Linked DNA regions of Mus musculus: region 2 is linked to region 1. A link is a contact called in public HiChIP or PLAC-seq data. All regions are on one chromosome and are shown on one strand. The core of a region is the stretch at or near the end of the contact, and the rest is flanking DNA. Distances in the headings are between cores, read along the strand shown. Region 1 overlaps Gm30008 (a long non-coding RNA gene). Region 2 holds the start of Zfp395 (zinc finger protein 395).

Region 1 (6,958 bases), core at 1,022-3,521:
CATGCAGAGAGGGTGGGAACCTCCTGAGGGACAGGCATGGGGAAAGGGGCCTGGCCAGCTAGGGGCAGGTATATCACTGAGAGCAGATGTGTCTCTGGAAGATGCTGATGGAGCCTCAGAGGCTGATGTGTCCCCTCTCCCTCAAGCTAATGGTGTTTAACTATCTGCTCAATGTTTGGCAGGGAGGCCAGGCGTTACCTGGAGTGGAGGAAGGAGGGCTGCAAGGAGAAGAGGTGAGGACCCTGTGTTGCTTAGGAACCGCCTAGCCTTTCCAGTGGTCCAGAAGGACCTGGTTCTCCATCCATCAGTCCAAAGCCCACATTAGTCTGGCCCTTCCCCGTCACCTCTGAGCCAGGGCTTTAGCTCCCACTTCTGACCCTGATCCCAGCCATTCACCCTGCTCTTTGCAAGAGAAGTCTTGGGACGGAATGGCCTCTGCTTCATTATATTTCCAGCAAGGTTGCAGCATTCCTGAGAGATTGACCATGGCCAGGTCAGCCTTTTGATTTTGCTTTGCTCCAAGCTATAGCTGGGCCACTTAGAAAATCCACATTTTAAAACTCACTGGGCAATTTATAAAACTCACTCAATTCTCCATTTCTGGTGCTGCAAACTGAGGCCCATCCTATCCAGCACACAGGCTTGCCTTGATGCAAGGCCACACATGTATTAAGAGTACAGTAGGTGTTAGTTCCTTTCCATTGCCACCCACTGCATCCACCTCACGCCCCTCACAAGGATGGGTTGGAGACTTAACTTCTGCCAGACAGCTCAGGCTGCAACTAAGGCATTCATCCCCAGTGTGGGCAGGGTCATCTGGCTTCTCTCAGCTGGTGTCTCTGTAACCCTGCATCTTGTAGGTTGGTAACAGTACTTGCAGTTGTTCTGATGCAGGAACATTTGGATACACCCCAAATGTCACGGTTGTTTTTATCTTAAGAAGCACAGATGGCGCTAGGTGGTGGTAGCACACGCCTTTCGTCCCAGAACTTGGGAGGCAGAGGCAGGTGGGTCTCTGAGTTCAAGGCCAGCCGGGTGTACAGAGCTAGTTCTAGATAGCTAGAGCTATACTGAGGAACCTGTCTCAAAGAAAGACAGAAAGACAGATAGACAGACAGAAAAAGAAAGAAAGGAAAAAGGAAGGAAAGAAAGAAACATGGATGGGGGAAGTGGCATCTTCTGGCAGGGCTCAGCTAGTACTGGGTTTGAAAACCTTGGCTGCAGAATTTGTGACTTGGACAGAGATAGAAGTCACAGCAGATCTAGAAACTGATGCCTAATTCTCATTCCCTAGTATTAAAAGACATCTCTATCCATACTGTTCTAGATAGAATGAATTATATACTAGCCACAGATGAAGACCATCGCTTTGATGGTCTTACACTTTAAGTTCAGGTTTAAAAGCACTCCAGCCATGAAAGGAACACAAATGGATTCTACAATACCAGACCTTGCCTGTCAAGTCCCATGCCTAGAGAAGCTAATGTCCATTCATCATGCAATATTCTCCCTGAACAAGAAATTATAAACCCAGAAGAAGAAAGAGACATCACAAGATTCCCTAGAGGACAGTCCCTGGAGCCCCGCTCACCCACCCGGCAGGTGCCAGGTTCCTGTCTGCAAGAGAGAACTGCAAACTTCTGAGAATGTGGAGATGCAAGAGAAGTGATGCTGGACAAGAGACACAGTTGTCCAGAAAACATGGATGCCTTGTAAGAGTCTCACGAGCCTTCTCTGCCCCTTTCCTCACTTGTCTTAGTTACTGTTCTATGGCTGTGAAGAGACACCGTAACCAAAGCAACGTATAAAAGGAAGCAGTTACCTGGGGACTTGCTTACGGTTTCAGAGGTGAGTCGGTGGCCACCATGGCAACCAGCGTGGTAGGCAGGCAGGCAGGCATGGTGCTGGAGCAGTAGCTGACCAGCTCACATCTGACCAACAAGCAAGAGGGAGAGAGAGAGAGAGAGAGAGAGAGAGAGAGAGAGAGAGAGAGAGAGAGAGAGAGAGAGAGAGAGAGAACGGTGTGAGATTTTGAAATCCCAAAGCCCACCCCGGGGAAAACACCTCTAAGACCGCACCTCCTAATCCTCAAATATATAAGCTTATGGGGCCCATTCTCATTCAAGCCACCACAATGCTCCATGAGAGTCTTAATGGGCTCCTTCTCCTGAGGGTTTTCGCGGGTGATTGCAGTTGTTTTGCTCCAAGACAGCAACTCTTTTGTCCAACCCAGAAGAGCGTGCGAGGCTGCACTCTTCCAGGCTCAGCAATTCACCCTGGAAATGTTAGAGAGAAAAGGTTGTGTAGCGTTAAGTTCAAGCCGCTCTGAGTGTATCCCCAAGCTGTCTGCATTTTATAGTTGTATTGACACTGGGGCCTTTGATGCCACAAAGCCTTGTTCTTGGCAGCGCAGTTGAGAAGAGGAAGCAATATGTGAAATCTCCCCAGGGTGATAGAAGTGAGAGGCTGGCTTTTCCCCTTTTAATAACCTCGTGTGATTGGACTAAGGAGAGGTTGCTGAGTGAATTCAGGGAAGGATTTGAACTTTTTGAAGAGCTGCCAACACCCTAGCTCAGCATTGGAGGCAGATCTGGAAACAGTACAAGCAACATTGGTTTAGTTTTTTTTAAGGTGGACTGGGAGTGTAGCTCGGTGGTCCAGCTTGAACAAGGCTCTGTCTCTCTGTCTCTGTCTGTCTGTCTGTCTGTCTGTCTGTCTGTCTGTCTCTCTCTCTCTCTCTCTCTCTCTCTCACACACACACACACACACACGGCTTCTCTTTGGGTAAATTTGGCTGACTTTTAAAAGAAGCTACACAGGAAAGTAAAGCAGACACAGAAAACACAAATCCAAATAGGTCTGAGGACGGCCACAGTCACTGGGTGGGAGCGGTGGGCTGCTGCGAACAAAGCATGAGCAAGTTTGGGGAAACCGAGAAGGGATTTTGTTTTTGTATTTGGATCATAAGTATGTTTCATTTGACTTAAGAAAATTCCTATAACTGCCAAATATTTTTAAAAAGGAAGGTAGTAAAGGAATGTTTAAGAAAAAGTATAAATAATGCAGGAAACAGCGTCCCCCCTCCTTCCCTGAGAGGTCCCTTGAGTTGCTGACGAACAGTCCTTAGACTTTATTGTTTGTAATACTGCAGTGTTGGTAGTTTAGTTAGGGAAGGTTCAGGGCCACACACTGTTTCAGAGAATACATTCCGAACCCAGATTGCACAGAGTAAATAATGCTGGCTGTGTGATGGTTAGTCTTCACTGCGAACATGATATTCCTAGGTGTTTCCATGACGTCATTGCTTGCAAGGCTTCATCAAGCAGAAACCCGCACCCCGTAGGTGGGCTCTGCCATCCTGTGCATTGGAGTCTTAGACTGGATATAAAGTGAAAAGTGGGCTGAGCACCCATATTCATCTCTCTGCTTCCTGACTGTGGATGTGGTGTGAGCAGCCACTTCACACTCCCAATGCCTTGACTCTCCTGCCATGACGAACTATACCCTCAAGCAGAAAGCCAAAATAAACTTACTTTCCTAACTTCCTTCCTTCCTTCCTTCTGGTGCCTTTGCGGGTACTTTATTACACTAATAAGAAAGTAACTAAGTGAGAGTATATAACCTTGGAAAACATACCGACTCTCCTCTATTTTCCCATCTGTGAAATGGAGACCTTCTTCGTCAGACTTTTCGTTGCTGCGACCCACGCACGGGAGAACAACGGACCAATAGGAAGCATTTATCCTGGCCCGCATGTACTTGACAGTTGTATTTGGGCCGGCTGTGAGGTCAGAGCTTCACAGCAGGGAACGTGTGCCCGGCAAAAATTGGGTACTTAAGGAAGGAGAGAGATGGGAGAGGGAGAGGGAGGAGAGGAAGGGGAGAGAGGGAGAGAGGGAGGGAGGGAGGGAGGGAGGGAGGGAGGGAGGGAGGGAGGGAGGGAGGGAGGGAGAGAGAGAAAGAGAGAGGGAGAGAGAGAGAGAGAGAGAGAGAGAGAGAGAGAGAGAGAATTGGCTTTACGGTTGCAGGAGTTCCTCCCTGTTACCCTTTATTCCATGTAGGTCCTCAGCCTATTGATGGTGTGACCCCCATTCAGAGCAAGCGCCTCCTAAGTTAATCTTCCCGGGAAGACCCTCACAGACCCTCCAAAGTATGCTTGCTAATCTGCTAGGTTCCTCTCAGTCCTATCAAGATGGACCATCCCAGAGCTAATAATCATAGCCTCATGAGGATCACGTGAGCATCTGAGATACTACTTAGAAGACGACATTAACGCCGGAAACTTCTGCATGTATTAACTTCAACAGTGAAATATAAGTTTAATGCACTTGACATTAAAAATCATAAACACTTAAAACCATCGAGGTGCTGAGAAGGCCTTTTCTAATTCTGTGGGGATGGTGGGAAAATGGGAAATCCCCTCTGAACATCTTCTGGATCCACTTTAAAGCTGATGGCTTTGCTTGAACCTTCTTTGTGCTTCCTTGCCTAGGCAGTGTGGTTGTTAGTATCAGGAATTGCAGGTCGCTTCCGAATCCAGCAATGATGGTGATGTCACCCATAGGCAACAGGGACCCACACATCTGTTGTCATGGCAATCACCATACATTCCCAGCGTCCATCTGGTTTAACTCCCACATTTACCTGTGAACAACCCCCCCCCCCCACACACACACACAATAAACCTCTCTCACATGGAACTGCATTGCCCTGGTGTGGTCTGTCCGGACACAAAGCCGCAATTCTATCACAACAGTGACGTTGCTGACATCTGTGCTAGGCAAGTGGTCTACACTGGGCTGCATCCCCGACATCTTCTCCACTGTTGTCATGGTGGAGAGTCCAACAGTCACAGCCAGTCGCAGCACTGCCAACCCTCCTCCAAGACATCCTTATCAGTACTCATCCTCTCTCTTGTCAAGCATCTCAGAATTGTGAGACGAGACTCCCTGCACCCTTTGTCCATTTGAAATTTAAAGTGGTGTCCAGCCCTCTAAGAACAATTTAACAGATTTTCTAAATACCACAATAGTAGCATTATGCCAGTACATGCCAAGAGGCTTGACACCGAAAGGTAACTCAGCACACTGGAATATTAATACCACAAAACACCAGAGAAGGTAGGGGTTGAAATCCGTGCTCCAGAGCACCAAAGGTCAGCTTGTGCAGTTGCTGGGGCGAATCATGAAGAGCTTCGTATTGCTCACAGGACCCCCGTGAGTCCTTCCTTGTTGTCTAAGCAGCCACCTTAAGAACACATGGTGCCTGGTGAAGGGTGATCTTCGGGCCACGGGCAGCAGCAGACTCGTGCACATTTAGAAACCCAGTTCTCACTTCAGAGTACCTGAACCAAGAGTCTCCAACATGCTTTTCTCTAACGCCTCCACTCCAGGAGAATTTTAGGCAGGTAAAATGGGAAACCCTGTTTTAGTGAAAGGAATGAAGGAATGTTTCTCTGAGACTCAAGACAGGTGTTTCTCTAGTTCTATTTTCTTTTGACCTACAAGGCCCAGCAACCTGCTGAATCTGTTCCCTGGACTCCCAATCCTTGCCTTTCTCCCGCATCCGACCAGCATGCAATATAAAGATGTGACACAAGGGGGCGCTGATGCTCCAGATGCTTAACTAGACCAGCCTTTGGGCCATTACCACTTACGGCAGGAGAGGGAACAAGTACATTTGTCAGAGACAAGAAGTATGGCTCCCCATCACGAGAATTCTTTAGGGATAGCACACAATGCAATAACAGTCTCATCGTTTAGCTATGAGTATTTGTGTGTGTGTGTGCGCGCGCGCGCGCAAATTTCCTCATATCACGAATCCAACTAACCCGCCTTGAAAATTAGAAGTGTTATTTACTGAATCCGCATCAACATGTAACGGTTATTAATATTCGGTTTCACATTGTGACTAATTGGCCACAGAGAAGAGTGGGTAGAGCATGGGGCAGAAAGCCAAAGACGGGAGTTTTGAGAAGCAAAGGTGTGGAAGAACAGAAAGGGAGAGAAGGAGAGCGCTGTAGCAGGCTCAGAACCCAACCAAAGGCGGGCAAAGTCAAGAGCAATGGCCCGCCACCTATTCCACATCACAGCCCCCACAGGGATCTGAGAAGCGGTGGGTCTTCACCCACACAATAGATGTGTTTCTATATTGGTGGGCTCTGCGCCACCAATCCAAACAGCACAACAAAGCAAGTGGGAGGAGACAATGAGGCTTGAGGTGGAGAGACAACTGAAAGAACCACAAAGGCAGACAGCAAGCAGCAGAGAAGGGGCACAGCAGTCTCCAAACCGCCCCCCACCACCAAGGTTCATCTAAGCGCAATCCTGAGCTAAACAGAAGACAGGCAGAAGACAGGGAAAGTCTCTCCGTGCCTTTCCATTGCTCTAGCCTGTCCCCTCTCTCATCACACATACTTATTGGCTAGAACTGTATGTATAGATAGATGCCTGCTCTCTTGGCAGTCCACCCGGCGTACTCCCCTGGCCTAGGCTAGCAAAGCCCTTGGTTTTCTTTGTACAACGAAGAGACTCAATAGATGGAAATGGACGTTTTTATTTATTATTATTGTTGTTGTTGTATTGTTGCTGTTTTGTTTTTGGAGACAGGGTTTCTCTGTGTAGTCCTGGCTGTTCTGGAACTTACTCTGTAGGCTGGTCTCGAACTTAGAAATCCGCCTGTCTCTGCCTCTCAAGTGCTGGGATTTAAAGGTGTGTGCCACCACTGCCCAGCTGAAAATGGACATTTTAAATGAATATACTGTTGTCTCAGGAGTTGTTCAGAAGGCAGTAGACCCCGTTCACAGAGTGACAACAGGAGGGACCGCCATCAGGACAGAGCTTGTATGCTGCAGAAATGGAAAGAACATCTCTGCATTGTGGGAGGGTAGCTCTCACCCAGAGCAGGACCTCAGCCAGTCTCCTCCCTTCCCTGGGAGTGAGAGCTGGCTGCCCAGGAA
Region 2 (6,903 bases), core at 554-3,053, 190 kb after region 1:
AATAAAGTCACCGATGTGATGCCCTATAACACTTTATTCTTATCTGGAAACAGAACTTTTTCCTGAGGTTGAGAATTAAAAGGGAGAAGCAGTCTTGGGTGAACTACACCCTGGGCAGGCTGATCCTAGAGCAGGTAAGGCAGGCATTTGAAACTAGTTAATTCATCCATGTGGGGCTGTCTTGTGCACAGCAGGATATTGGTGGAATACTTAGCCTTCAGCAGCTTAAATGACAGTGAGAAATCACCCTCCCAACACCAGTAAAAATATATCTAGATATTTTAAGGACAAATTAATATTATTAGGGATAAAAAAAATCACCCCTAGTTGAGAATCATCTCCTGTAGGAATTTTGATTCCAGTTGGATAATTTTATTTCAACAAATAGTTGAGGGCAGAAAAAAGGACATACTATTTTTTTAAAATGTATTTATTGTGTATGTACAGGGCTGGAGTTGATTCCCTCCGCTATGTTGTGCATGTTGGGGCTCTAACTTGTGACATCAGACTTGGTCACAAGCAGTGTTACCCACGAGCCCTCTTGCCAGTTCCCAGGACATATTGTTTTTCATTTGCCGTGAGCTAGGCACTATCTCTAGTTACACTGCTTTGTTTTATAGATCAAGAAGCTGATGTGTTTAGGGCTGAACCTGCTAAAGATGCCAATGCTAACTCAGCTCTTAAAATGGGATGTGATTCCCAAGCTCTACTAACACTCCACGGCCTCCTAGAAACACAGGAAGTCCAAAATTGGAGGTGAACTGCAACTTCGAAGTATTTTAAAACTTTTTTTTTGAGAAGGGAGGGGCTATTACTCTTTTACTCATTAAATTTGATTGTAAACACACACACACACACACACTCACACACACTTAGACATTCGCACACACCCCTCTCCACTGTCCTTGGCCTTATCTAGAAAAAACACAGAACTACACAATGGAACCGCTTCGATTCTCCCTGTTACAAATTATCCAAAAGCCAGAGCCTAACGGTGCCAAAAAGCAACCGGTATTGTTTACACAAGGGCTGAAGGCTAATAGTTAACTTTCTCCTATTTAATTCCAGAAACAGTAAACATCGCCTCGCGCTACAACTACAAACGAATAAAAGTCATAAAACTGGAGAAGAACACTCTTGGTCCAAAGCGAAATGGAAAGGTTGGGTTTTCAAGCGCTTCCGCCCTCGCGCGCCGCCTCCCGCTACCCGGCCTCGGGTCCCTGTCGCCCTCGCCAAGCTCCTGTCCCTGGCGCCTAGAGCTTCTGGCTTCCTTTCCCGCCCTGGGGCGCGCTGGAAAAACAACAGCCAGAAACTTTGGTTGGGTTTGCAGTTCAGTTGGGGGGGGGGTCGGGGGGGGAGTCAAAAAAAAAAAAAAGGAGGCGCGGGGGTAGCAGATACGCTAGTTCGGTTCCGGGTGGTGCTGAACGCTCGGATTTCGGGGTGGGGGCTGGGGAAGTGGGTCACAACTCGGTCAGGTTCAAGTGCGCATGTGTGAGAGGAGTCGCTCCAGCACTTATTGAGCGCCCACTGTGTACCGCCAAGCAGGGTGTGTGGAGCGCGCGCGCGCACGTCCGGGGCTGGGGCTGGGGGCGCGCGAGTCGTGCGCGCGCGTGGCCGGGGGTGTGTCCCTGCGTCTGGCTGGCTCGCGGGCGGACTGGCTGCGAGCGGCTCGGCGCGCTCCCTTCCCGGGCGGGGGAATCCGGGCCGGGTTGTGGCCGCGGCCGCGTACGTGAGCGCAGTGTCCCGGAGAGGGAGGGCAGGCCGGCCAGGTGGGCGCGAAGGCGGCGGCGCGGGAGGCGGCGCAGTGCAGGGGCCGCGCCGGTGGCGGGCAGGGCCGCGGCCGCTGCAGGGAGCCGAGCTGTCTGGGTCAGTGGCCGGCCGAGGTGAGCTGCGCGCGGGACCTCGCATGGGTTGCAGCCCGGGTTTGGGGCCGACAGCCAGGGGTGGGTGGGAGACCCGGGAGGCTCGCGCGGCCCGGGCAGGACCGGGGCTGCTGCGGCGCTGGCGGGGTGACTGGGTGGGGGTGGCCGCTCTCCCTCTCACGCGTCGCCTTGTTTATGTCGCGGGTCCTACGGCCCGATCTCCCTCCCAACTTTGAGTGGTGGCCGGGAGTGGCCTCGCGGGGCCACACTGACCTGTTAACCTGCTCCCTTTCCGGCTGAGCCGTCAGCCCTGCGCTATGCGCGCCCCTGCCCTCTCCATAACCAGAGAGTGCCGTGCTGCGGGACTGGCCTCGCGACACACCCTCTCTCAACCCCCTTCTTGCGGCCCCTTTCGCCGCCCCCTTGGCTCTAAGCCTTCCGGGCTCACCCCGGGTCCCTCCCGGGCCGTGGCACTGTGGGCCTCTGGAGTGGCCCATGGGGGCCTGCAAAGGGAGTTTGTCATGGGCAAACAATTCCAAGGCTTCCTGCCTGGGAGTTAAGGCTCTGCACCTTCACTTTAGGGCCCTCTTGGAGATCTAAAGAGACCCACCTGCCAGCAATCTTGCAGGAGCCCTGTTTTCCATCCCTCCCTTTCCTGTGGTTCTGGAGGACTTCCACCAGGCATGGGTTCCCATGATGCCAGGCCATGGCACAGGGGCTATCTATAGTTCTTCACTGCTTTCTGCAAGATCCCTTAACAGAATGGTGTAAAGTGGAGCAGTTTGTTTCAAACTGAGCAATCAACAGGTATTGTAGCCTGAGGACATCCTTCTAAGGGGGGTTGTGTAAATAGAGGTTCTTGCTTTGGAAGGGTGAAACACAAGGAAATTGGTTAGCCCACAGGTACCTCTGAGAAGCCACTCTGCCCTCTTCCCACTGCCAAGCTTTCTGGATGATGTCTCTGAAAGCTATGAGAGAGAAATGATTTGAGAGCTCAAATGCAAATGAACGTGCAAGGGCTGCAAAGTTACTGTGCAGGCTCAGGCACAGGAGGCATGGGAGATAAAGGTGGGGAAGGGAATACGGAACTCAGTTTGAAATAATTTCCACCTGTGGATAATTCCCTGGCAAGACTCAGTCAGAAGGAGGAGTTCACAGGTGACAAGTTTACAAAAGGATGTCCAAGGGCTTGCTTGTCTTGGTGAGAAAGGCAATAGAAGACTCATAGATAACACCCGTCGGGGCTTGTAATCTCTTGGAGGACATAGAAAGACTTGAGCATGTGAAATATGACTCCAGATGGGGCACAGTTAGTTGTCACAATGCCAGGTGCAGAACTGGGTGCTGTTGGAGGTCACAGGGAGGGAGGGAGCTATGGACTGGAATTACCAGGCCTGGGCTATGTGTCCTTGAAAGATGGGATTTATGAAAATGGGATACAAAGTGGAGATGAATATGGGTTTCTCTAGAGTCCAGGAGATGGCCTTGGCCCTCCTGGAATGTTTCCTGAACAGTAAGAGATAGAGAGAGGAATAGTGGCTGAGATTGTGAAAGTCCTAGAAAGTCAGACTGAGAATTGGACTTTTATCCAGGGTGGACTGGGAAGACAGTAGACCAGGGGATGAGGTAACAAGGATATTGGTAAAGAGTTTTGAATCTGATGTTAGGAGACAGACCAGTGAAGTAGCCTGTTGCACTTTTGGAGTGCTGTGGGTTTGGACTTGGTTTTACTGGAAGACACTGCTGTTGAAGTAATCTGTTGACGGGGTGGGTGAAGGGAAGAAATGAATAGGAATTAATTCCTGGAGGAAGCTGATCACACACCAGGGCCTGGAGCTGCTGTAGTTGTTAACCGGACTCTAAAATGTGTGTTTTGCAGAGAAGATGATTGCCACTTGGGCCCTAGAGAGGTCTCTTTTGTTTTATCTGGAAGTAGGTATGTTGGTGTTAGTAACTGTGGCTCTGATAGGTTATGCCCTGGAGCAGAGTGTATGGAGACCCGTCAGGGAACCCAGGGAACAAGCTCGCAGTTGTTTTGGTTGTAGGAGCAGCAGAGAATCCATGCAGGACTGAGGGTCTGACCTGCAGGGCTTCTGTTTTGACCTTTTACTGGACACTGTCTGGATTTGGCCCTGGATGTGGAGGAGCAATGCCGGGGAGTGGGCTTCTAGGGAAATGAGGCCATTTATTGTAAGCAGGGGTGGGGGTGGAGGGAAGTGGGGTGGGCTTTGCTGGAGGAGAATGTTAGACTCTGCTGCGTGCTGAACTTTACTCTTTACCGAGATGTAAGTCTCCTGCACTGTTTGTGCAGAGAGGGATGAACAGCAAGACCAGTTAAAGGAAGACAGGAATTTAGGACCTTTTGTGTGGGTCTGGTTTATCCCAGTCCCATCCAGTAACCCTGTCTCAGGATTCTGGTGAGAAGGCATAGAAGGGAGCCGGCACTCTTTTGAATTTTTTTTCCTGTCCACTGGAGTCTGCTCTCTTTTGCAAGAGTGACTTAGGGTGATTTGCTGAACAAATCCCCCAAGTGTCAGCGTGCAACATCTGAATTTGAAGAATAAGGTTACAGAAGGTTGTGGCATGAGCTGGGATTTTCGTTTCAGCTGCTTACTTCTCTGAGATGCAGAATCAGTGAATTGAGGGGGAGAGGAGCTTGAGGGATGGGACTGGAGGCCGTAAGGGCCATGTTCTCTCCTCCTTTCTCCTGTTCTTTCCTTTGGTTCCTTCCTCTTTTCTACCTTCCTCTCCTTTTCTCTTCTTCCCTTGTCGTCCTCCCCTTCTTTTCCCTTTCCTCTTCTCCCTTTCTTTTCCTTCTTTCTCTTCAGTCCTTCTTGCTCTGTAACCCAGGAGCCTTGAATTCACAGCAATCCTCCTGCCTTGGCAGGCCTGAGCCGTCACAGGCATTTTTTCCTGACAGTAACAGTTGTACAGAACAGACACGAGTGAATTCTTTGGCTCATTGTAGGGCAGTGCTTGTATGCAGTTGTGACCGTGACTGTGCTCTAAGGTAAGAAAGTTGAGAGCGGACAAGATGGCTCAGTGGGCATCGGGGCTGGCCGTTGAGACAGATGATCTGACTTTGATTCTCAGAATTCACATGGTGGAAGGAGAGAACCAACTCCTCTAAGTGCAGACACACACACATACACACACATGCACACACACACACACACACATGCACACACACACACACACATGCACACATACACAGACACATGCACATACACCCACATGTACAACACCCACTCATAATCTCTAAAAGTAAAACAATGAGAGGAAATTTACACCATGGCTTTATATACCTAATAGTGTATGTAAAACTCTATTTCAGTTTGTGAAGTCTTACCTCTGTTCTTGGTGAAATCTTGGACTTTTTTTTTTATTATCTGTCCTGTTGCTTCTGTTTCCCACCAAGTTGATCCAACCACTCTCTAGTGGATCATAATCCACTCACAGTTTGAGACGCACTGGGAGGCTTTCCACATTCTTGAACTAGTTATGAAGCTGCCTGTGTGCAGACCTACACCTCCCAGGGCTGAAGGTAGCTGGAAGCCCAACAAAGAGGTGGGGGTTTATGGTCTATTTGGAGAGATAAGATATATCCTGTTGAAGGGGCAAGGCAGAGTGTTAAATGCCACGATGAAGTGGGCAGAGGAGGGCGGCCCAGTGGTGTGTGCTGATGGGCCTGGGAGTAACCAAGTCTCGGAGGAGGTTTGGGGCACCTCAGAGCTGTGTGGGAAAGACATGGAATTAGTAAGTGAGGGCTGGGGCGAGGCATGGATACCAGGGTTGTGTGTGCGAGGAAACAGAGATTTTGTGAAAGAGGAGGACTGGAAAGGTGGTTTGGGGACATGTGTAGTATAGGGCGTATGCACTTGTCAGTGACTTATAGGTTAGACAACACCAAACTTCCAAAGGTTTTCTTTTTCCTTTCTTTTCTCCTCTTCTCTTCTCTTCTCTTCTCTTCTCTTCTCTTCTCTTCTCTTCTCTTCTCTTCTCTTCCTGTCTCTGTCTCTGTCTCTGTCTCTGTCTCTGTCTCTGTCTCGTTGTTATATAGGTACACTGTAGTTGTCTTTAGACACTCCAGAAGAGGGCAGGCATCAGATCTCATTACAGATGGTTGTGAGCCACCATGTGGTTGCTGGGATTTGAACTCAGGACCTCTGGAAGAACAGTCAGTGCTCTTAACCGCTGAGCCATCTCTCCAGCTCTCTTTCTTTTCTTTTTTCTTTCTTCCTTCTTTTTCTTTATCTTTTCTTTTCTTTTCTTTTTTTTTTTGAGACAGCTTCACTCTGTATCTCTGGCTAGCCTGTAGACCAGGATGGTCTCCCACTCACAGAGATCTGTCTGCCTGCCTGCCTCTGCCTCCATAGTGCTAGGATTAAAGGTGTGCATCACCACACCTGAGCACCACAGTTAGAAAAAATAAAATAAAATTGGAGCACTTCAGAAAAACCTCTGGATTTGGGGCTTTGAGGAGTCAAACATGGCAGCTCTCCCAGGTTGAGGGATGTGTGCCTGCTGAGTACAAAAGACAGGCGTCATAGTCCCCTGTTGGCATGGTCTTAGTGTTCCCTGGTGCTTTGAAGTGGTCTTTGCATTCTTTGCATATATAGGCATTTGGCTTTGGGACCTCAGGTTTCAAGACCTTAAATGCCAAGGCCAGGAGCTTGGGATCTGTGTCACAAGCGTTGGCTAGCCACTGGAAGATTCTGAAAGAGCATGACGTGGAATCTGCTGGGATATTTGTGTGCAGTGAATTTGTGTTATGCCAGTCAGAGGCTGTTGCTTCTGAGGAGGAAGGAGCCTGGGGATACTTTATTTGATCAGAACTATGTATTTTTAGATTTATTTTTATGTGTGAGTGTTTTGTCTGTCTGTATGTGTGTATACCACATGTGTAGTGCGAATGACAGCCTGAAGATGTCCCATCTCCTAGAATGGAGTTAGGACTGTGAATTTCCATGTGGCTCCTGGGATTGGAACCTGGGTCCTCTGTAAGAGTGGTCTTAACCATTGAGCCATCTTTACAGCCCCA

The links. HiChIP or PLAC-seq counts read pairs in DNA pulled down with a chosen protein or histone mark.
Region 2: a contact with region 1 is called in an H3K27ac HiChIP or PLAC-seq map of stem cell-derived neural progenitor cells, with 7 times the contacts expected there. The contact joins the promoter of Zfp395 here to the enhancer-like site in region 1. A contact is called at or near these places in 4 of 39 promoter capture datasets (the 3T3-L1 cell line, 3T3-L1-derived adipocytes, hematopoietic stem and progenitor cells and 1 more), 1 of 484 Hi-C or Micro-C datasets (embryonic stem cells), 9 of 115 datasets of contacts at active chromatin or transcription factors (the 230-238 cell line, astrocytes, embryonic forebrain and 6 more) and 2 of 9 other capture datasets (adipose tissue and liver).

The regions. Positions count from the first base shown.
Region 1 is chr14:65,164,575-65,171,532 of GRCm38.p6, forward strand. It overlaps Gm30008 (a long non-coding RNA gene), which reads right to left. Exons shown (of 3, transcript XR_874722.3): 3 at 6,705-6,731. Among named protein-coding and RNA genes, the nearest start is that of Gm41177, 4.3 kb to the right of the region's middle. Within about 2 kb of position 2,272, at least 18 of the 459 cell types and tissues checked have an H3K27ac peak or open chromatin away from gene starts, as enhancers often do. A contact at or near this core is called in stem cell-derived neural progenitor cells, where this site is marked.
Region 2 is chr14:65,356,873-65,363,775 of GRCm38.p6, forward strand. It overlaps Zfp395 (zinc finger protein 395), which reads left to right and starts at 1,804. Exons shown (of 10, transcript NM_199029.2): 1 at 1,804-1,883.